2 separate regions of the Ovis aries genome follow, and region 1 is linked to region 2. A link is a contact called in public Hi-C data. All regions are on one chromosome and are shown on one strand. Each heading gives the region's core, a stretch centred on a gene start, on an enhancer-like site or on the middle of the called end of the contact. The rest is flanking DNA. Distances are from core to core; before and after follow the strand shown.

Region 1 (3,010 bases), core at 73-2,572, 54 kb after region 2:
AAAGCATATTCTTTTTTGATATTATACCAAAACTCAAATGATAGTTTCTCAGTTTCCAAAGAAGACATAAAAGTGGCCAATAGATGCATGCAGAGGTGCTCAGCATCTCTGATCCTGTTATTGTTGTTGTTCAGTTGCTCAGTTGTGTCTGACTCTTTGTGACCCTGTGGACTGCAGCACGCCAGGCTTCCCTGTTCTTTACTGTCTCCCGGAGTTTGCTCAAACTCATACCCATTGAGTCAATGATGCCATCCAATCATCTCATCCTCTCTCGCCCCCTTCTCCTGAGGGAAATGCAAATCAAAACCACAGTGAGATACGACCTCACACCTGTCAGAATGGCTGTCATCAAAAACACAAGGGAAAACATGCTTTGGTTAGGGTAGAGTGAAAAGGAGAACTCTTGTACACTGTTGGTGGGAATATAAACTGGTTCAGCTGTTGTGGAAAACAGTATGTAATTTCCTCAAAAAGTGAAAAATAGAGTTATCATATGATCCAGCAGTTCCACTTTTGGGTCTATAGCGAAAGGAAACAAAATCAGTATCTTCAGTAGATGCCGTGTTGGTTGCAGTATTATTTACAATAGCTAAGACATGGAAACAACCCAAGTGTCCATCAGTGGATGACTGAATGAAGAAAATGTGATAAAACATTATTCAGGCAGAAGAAAGAAGGAAATCCTGCCATTCACCATCATGAATCGGCAGGGTGCTAAGTCAGGGAAAGACAAATACTGTACGGCATCACTCACATGTGGAAACTGAAATCTGAGTCTGAGGGACCATCTGTGGTGCTGGGCTTTTGGGTGGAAAGTTCGTAATACTCAGGCCACCTGCTCACACCCCGGAACAGTGGGTCCGCCTCTCAGGATCCTCGCCGTAGCACTCGGGTGGTTTATGCAACTCAGTCTGATTAGTTAACCTTTATGTGTGCTCTGTAATGGCCTGAGGCTCTTGCCATAGCCCAGTGCGCCATCCTTCGTGAATATGTCACACAGCTCTCATGGTTCCACACACCAGAGTTCCCTTCTGGGTTGAATCGGTTTGTTGATCTGCTGCATAAACAGTTACTCCCAAAGTTAGTGACTTACTGTGGCAGTAGCTTCTGCTCTCACTACTCCTGTGGATCAGGAATGTGGGAGTCACATGGCCGGGCAGTGCTGGCTCAGCATCTCTTAGGAGGCTGCATCATCTGAAGGCTCTCCTGGCGCTTCCCAGGTGGCTTCGCAGCTGGCTGCTGGCGGCAGGCCTCAGTTCCTCCCCAAGGGCCTCCTCCCCATGGCTGCCTCAGCGCCTCACATGTGGGCGGGGGTCCAGGAGCCCAGAGCAGAGGTCACTCGCCACACCCTCCACCGTCCTGCCTTGTCACACGACCCGCTCTGTCACTGTGTGAGGGGACCGCACGGGGACATGGGCTCCTGGAGGAGCCCTGAGGCCGTCTCGGGGGCTGACTGCCACAGGAAGCTGTGCTCCTGTCCCGGCTGCTGAGTGGTCCGGCCCGCCCCATTCAGTGTGTGCAGACAGAGCTTCCTCTGGAGCGGGGGAAGTCTTCACTGCATTTCCACTAATTCTCATCTTCCCTAAAGGCCAGAGGGCCCCTCAGCTGCCTTTTCTGTATCTCTGTTCTTCCTGCTGGCCTCTGCCCCTGGCTGTCCTTCTGTCTGAGATTTTAATCTGGTGTGAAAGCCCCTTTATTCCAATGGCTAGCCTATCTTGGTTAGAAAATCACTCATCACCTTTGCTGGGTGGACCCATTAGAAGATGTAGAATAAATATTTGTCTTTGTGAATAATTTTATAAACCTTGGATGCATAGAAAGAGCTCAAAAACTAGATCTTGCAAAGATAATACCCCTGGCTGTTCCCTGCTGGAGTTCCAGGGATCCCCAGCCATGGGCTCTTTTTCTTTATTAGTTTGCTTCACCCTCATTCAGTCCCGGGTGGGCTGTGAGTTAGGGCTTTCAGAAGACATAGGGGATGAAAAGTTTGGACCTTGAAGCGCTGACTGCAATTTGGGACCTATCTCCTGACCTCAGGCCTTGTTCTTCCAGGACCCCACGCTTCTATACATTGATGCTGTGCTTTGCAGTTTCAAAACGGGGTCCCTTTAATGATGGCATTTTGGCATCACCATAACCCTAGAAGAGGAAAGAGGCCTGGTTCCACCTAGGGCAGCCCAGCCAGGCTGGGCCAGAAAGCCCCCAGATCCTGTGCCCCCAAGCCTAGATCCCTGTCCCCTATCCCACAATCAGCCCATGGGTTTATCGGATAGATGCCTGCTTGGAGCCCACAGGGGCGCCTGCACTGCACTTATTTGGTGCAGTTGCTTCATTCCTTGCTGTCTCCCCGTCCTTCTGTCTCTGCATGGGAGCATCGGCAGACAGGCCCCAGTGCCCTGAGCTGCTTTGGTGGGGGGAGGCTTTCATGTCCCGCAGGCACAGCTGCAGACCACGGAGGGCGGGCCTGTGAAATCCGCATTGGTTCCGGCTCTCTCTGCATTGTTGGGGCCTCCGAACCAGCACATGCCTCTCTCAGTCCTCACAATGGCCTGGGTTGAAGGATCCCCCGCAGGAATTTAGATGTGGATTTGTTCTGACAGTCAGTTCTTAGGTCATCCGGAAGTGGAAGAAGCGTGGAACGCAAATGTCCAATTTCTCACTAATTTAAAGGCGCCAGTCCTGAGTCTTCTGGGGCATTTTCAAGTTTCTCTCCTTTCTTCAGGGAAAAGCTATAATTTCCAGACAAACACTGATACTTTGTACCGCTCAGCTTCACTGCCTTTCTCCTCCCAAGGTGCTGATCTGGTGGCCTGAACCCCTGGAAGAGCCAGTGTGTTTGTAACTCCTCTCCAGGGTTCCCTGCGCCATCTGGGCCACTGCTGATACTGCAGAGGTGGCTGAGTTCCTGGATACCATGTCCATCCACTCCATGCTCTGCTGAACTCAGTGTTGTGTCCTAAGGGAAAAACAACCTCCCTCTGTCTGGGCTTTCTCAAGAATTTAGAGATGG
Region 2 (2,865 bases), core at 264-2,763:
ACTCACATCCGAACCACTAAGTTTCATTTTTACAGCTCTATGGGAGAGAGGCCCTGGCAGGCGGTTTCTTAATCACTGGGCCACCAGGGAAGCCCCAGCTGGCTACTTTGAAAGAAGTCCATTCATGAATGATTTTCTTGTTGAGTCTCTCCACTGGTCCTGACAAGCTGTGTTTTTCTGCTCTGTGCATGGGCAGCATGGGCAGAGCTGGACCCAAAAGGCTGGGGTAGATTAAGGTGCTTCATTTCTAAATCAGGGACAGTTCCTGGTAATTGCACTCTGAGATACGCCCACTTTTTCAGGTGGGAGTCCAAGAACATTTGGTTGGAGTGACAGATACAATCTTAAGTAGCTTCTGCAGGATGTAGAGTGAAGTACCTTCCTGGAAAGTCTTCTTTGTGTCGGGGGCTATGTGTGTGCGCAAGATAAAGTGCTGATGAAACTGTTCTTTTGTACAGGAGGAATAGCACTTCTAATGCTTTACATGCGCATATGTCTTACAAGGGGAATTCAAGAGCATGCAGTCCACTCCCCACATTTCACCAATAGGGAAGTCAGGGCTGAGGGACAGATGAGGGGCCGTCTCTGTCTTGGGGGTGTTGGTATCTATCTGTGTTTCCTCCTCTGGATCCTCTGTCTGCGGCCTTCTTGTCCAATCCTGGCCTGCTCATTTCTCCCCTTTCATTTTAAGAACCTGCTGCTGCTGCTAAGTTGCTCAGTCGCGACTGACTCTATGCAACCCCATAGACGGCAGCCCACCAGGCTCCTCTGTCCCTGGGATTCTCCAGGCAAGAATACCGGAGTGGGTTGCCATTTCCTTCTCCAATGTATGTATGCATGCTAAGTTGCTTCAGTTGTGTCCGACTCTGTGTGACCCTATGGACAGCAACCCACCAGGCTCCTCTGTCCACGGTATTCTCCAGGCAAGAATACTGGAGTGGGTTGTCATTTCCTTATCCTCATTTTAAGAAGAGGTGATTTCTGAAATCTTTCCCCACTCCTTCCCTCCACTGGTCGGACTTTCCAGGGCTCCCAAAGCATCTTGGGTTTCCTCTGTCACTGCCTTGTTGCTTTATGTCTGCATTACTCCCGGTAGCTTATTTCTGTGAGTTACAGGCAGGCAGCGAGATTTTGCTTTCTTACACACGATACTTACAGTGCCGAATGAATGAATTAACGAAAAAATGAACCAGTTGTGCAGGAATCAGGAAATCGCTTGCCCATCCGGAACACACCAGCCCCCTGAACACTTTGAATCTGGGCTGCTCAACGGGTCTAATAATTCCCGGTTCCACCTGGCCAACTTAGGGAGGTCCCAGAGGCGCACGGGGCCCGGGGCGCGCCTGGAACGCGCCGCATTGTTAGGGCGATGAGGCCAGGTGACCGGCCGGCCAGGGCGCGGCGGCGGCGATTGCCCGTGCCGCCTCGAGGGGGCCCTGCGGCGGGCGCGGCCGCGAGCCAGGAGGACGGGCCCGCCCGCGCGCTGCTTGCGCTGTTCGGAGCCCTGCCTGCTGCGGCCATCGCCCCGCGGGACCGACCGCGCCGCCGCTCGCCCAGGTACTGGAGCGGGGAGCGCACCGCCAACCTCTTTGTTTCGAGCTGGCGCCAGCGTCCGCTCCAGGGGCTCGGGGCGCGCGGGCAAACGGAGTTCCGCGCCCGCGGGGACCTGAGCTGGGGCGAGCGGGGACCGAGAGCTCGGCCCGGATCCGGGGTACCAGGGAGCAGGACTTAGGGACGCAGGCGGGTGAACGCGGCGAGGGCGCGGGCGGGCTCGGCCAGGGTCCCGGACGCGGTTTGGGGACTGGGGCGCGGGGACAGCGCTGGGGCGGGCGGATGCAGCCAGGGAGCAGGCCAGCTCGATCGGGGGCCCGCGGGCCAGAGCGGCACTGTTGCGGCGGCGCCCGGGTGAACTTCGCTCTCTAGGACGAGTCCTGAGACTCCGCAGCGGAGAGCCGAGCTTGGAGCTGCAATGGGAAGGCTCAGGACCCTTCTCCCGCTCTTGGCAAGCAGGCTTTCCGGTGCGTTTCTCTTTCCCTCTCCCTATGTTGGGCGGGAAGCAGGGGGTCCCTTGGTGCTTCCTTCCTAACTTCTGAAGGAGCGGGAACCAGGCCGGGGGCGTGCGTGGCCGAGGCCACCTGTGGCACGTGCCTGCTGGCACGCCGGCGCTGTAGCTGACAGGCAGGAAGAAGGAGGGTCTGGGACTCGGTGGGCGCCGTCGGGGTCTGATAAATGAGCCGGGGTCGTTTGCTTGAAGTGATTTGAAAATCTGTGGGGCGGGAATGGGCTGAAGAGCTCCGCTCCAATTCCTGAGACAGCGCTGGATAAAAAATAAAAGCCCATGGGATGTGGGGCCTGCGGAGACCACTATTGAAGGAGGTCACTGCCCACTTAGAAGCACCCCCAGACCCCTAGGGTATCCCTGTCCTTCACACACTTTGATCTGCTGACAGTCCCCCCACCCCCCATAGTCTCTTTCTGTAACTTGAGCCCATGATCATGGAGGACTCTGAATATACTGAAAATTTGATTAACAATTATCATTGCATCCATATCACTTAGCCCTTCAGAACTAACCATCTTGGCATTTTGGTATATGTGGTCATTTTTTTGAAATGCTTTAGTTCATTGCCTTTAGAAAGAGATATTTATGTCCTTGTGATTCTCCCCCTCTTTAGGGCCTGGGAGGTTATATTTGCAAATCAATCAACAAGTATTAAGAAAGGCATTTCTGTGCAGAGGCCTGGAGGGGCGAGGGAGTCGCTGCAGCTGGAGGATGGTGGAGGCTTGGCCAGTCTGCAGGGAATGAGGGGAACTCTGTGCATAGAGAGCTGACTGTGGGAACTGGCAAAAGGCCAGACTCCTGAC

Evidence for each region. A called contact is a pair of places that touch in the nucleus more often than the background predicts.
Region 1: a Hi-C map of liver shows a contact between it and region 2, with 2.0 times the contacts expected there. The contact joins the enhancer-like site here to the promoter of TNS3 in region 2. A contact is called at or near these places in 3 of 16 Hi-C or Micro-C datasets (liver, mixed tissues and omental adipose tissue).

The regions. Positions count from the first base shown.
Region 1 is chr4:76,443,634-76,446,643 of ARS-UI_Ramb_v3.0, forward strand. The region is part of intron 2 of TNS3 (tensin 3); the gene reads left to right. Among named protein-coding and RNA genes, the nearest start is that of TNS3, 55 kb to the left of the region's middle. Within about 2 kb of position 1,323, at least 5 of the 54 cell types and tissues checked have an H3K27ac peak or open chromatin away from gene starts, as enhancers often do. A contact at or near this core is called in liver, where this site is marked.
Region 2 is chr4:76,389,005-76,391,869 of ARS-UI_Ramb_v3.0, forward strand. It overlaps TNS3 (tensin 3), which reads left to right and starts at 1,514. Exons shown (of 32, transcript XM_060415062.1): 1 at 1,514-1,557.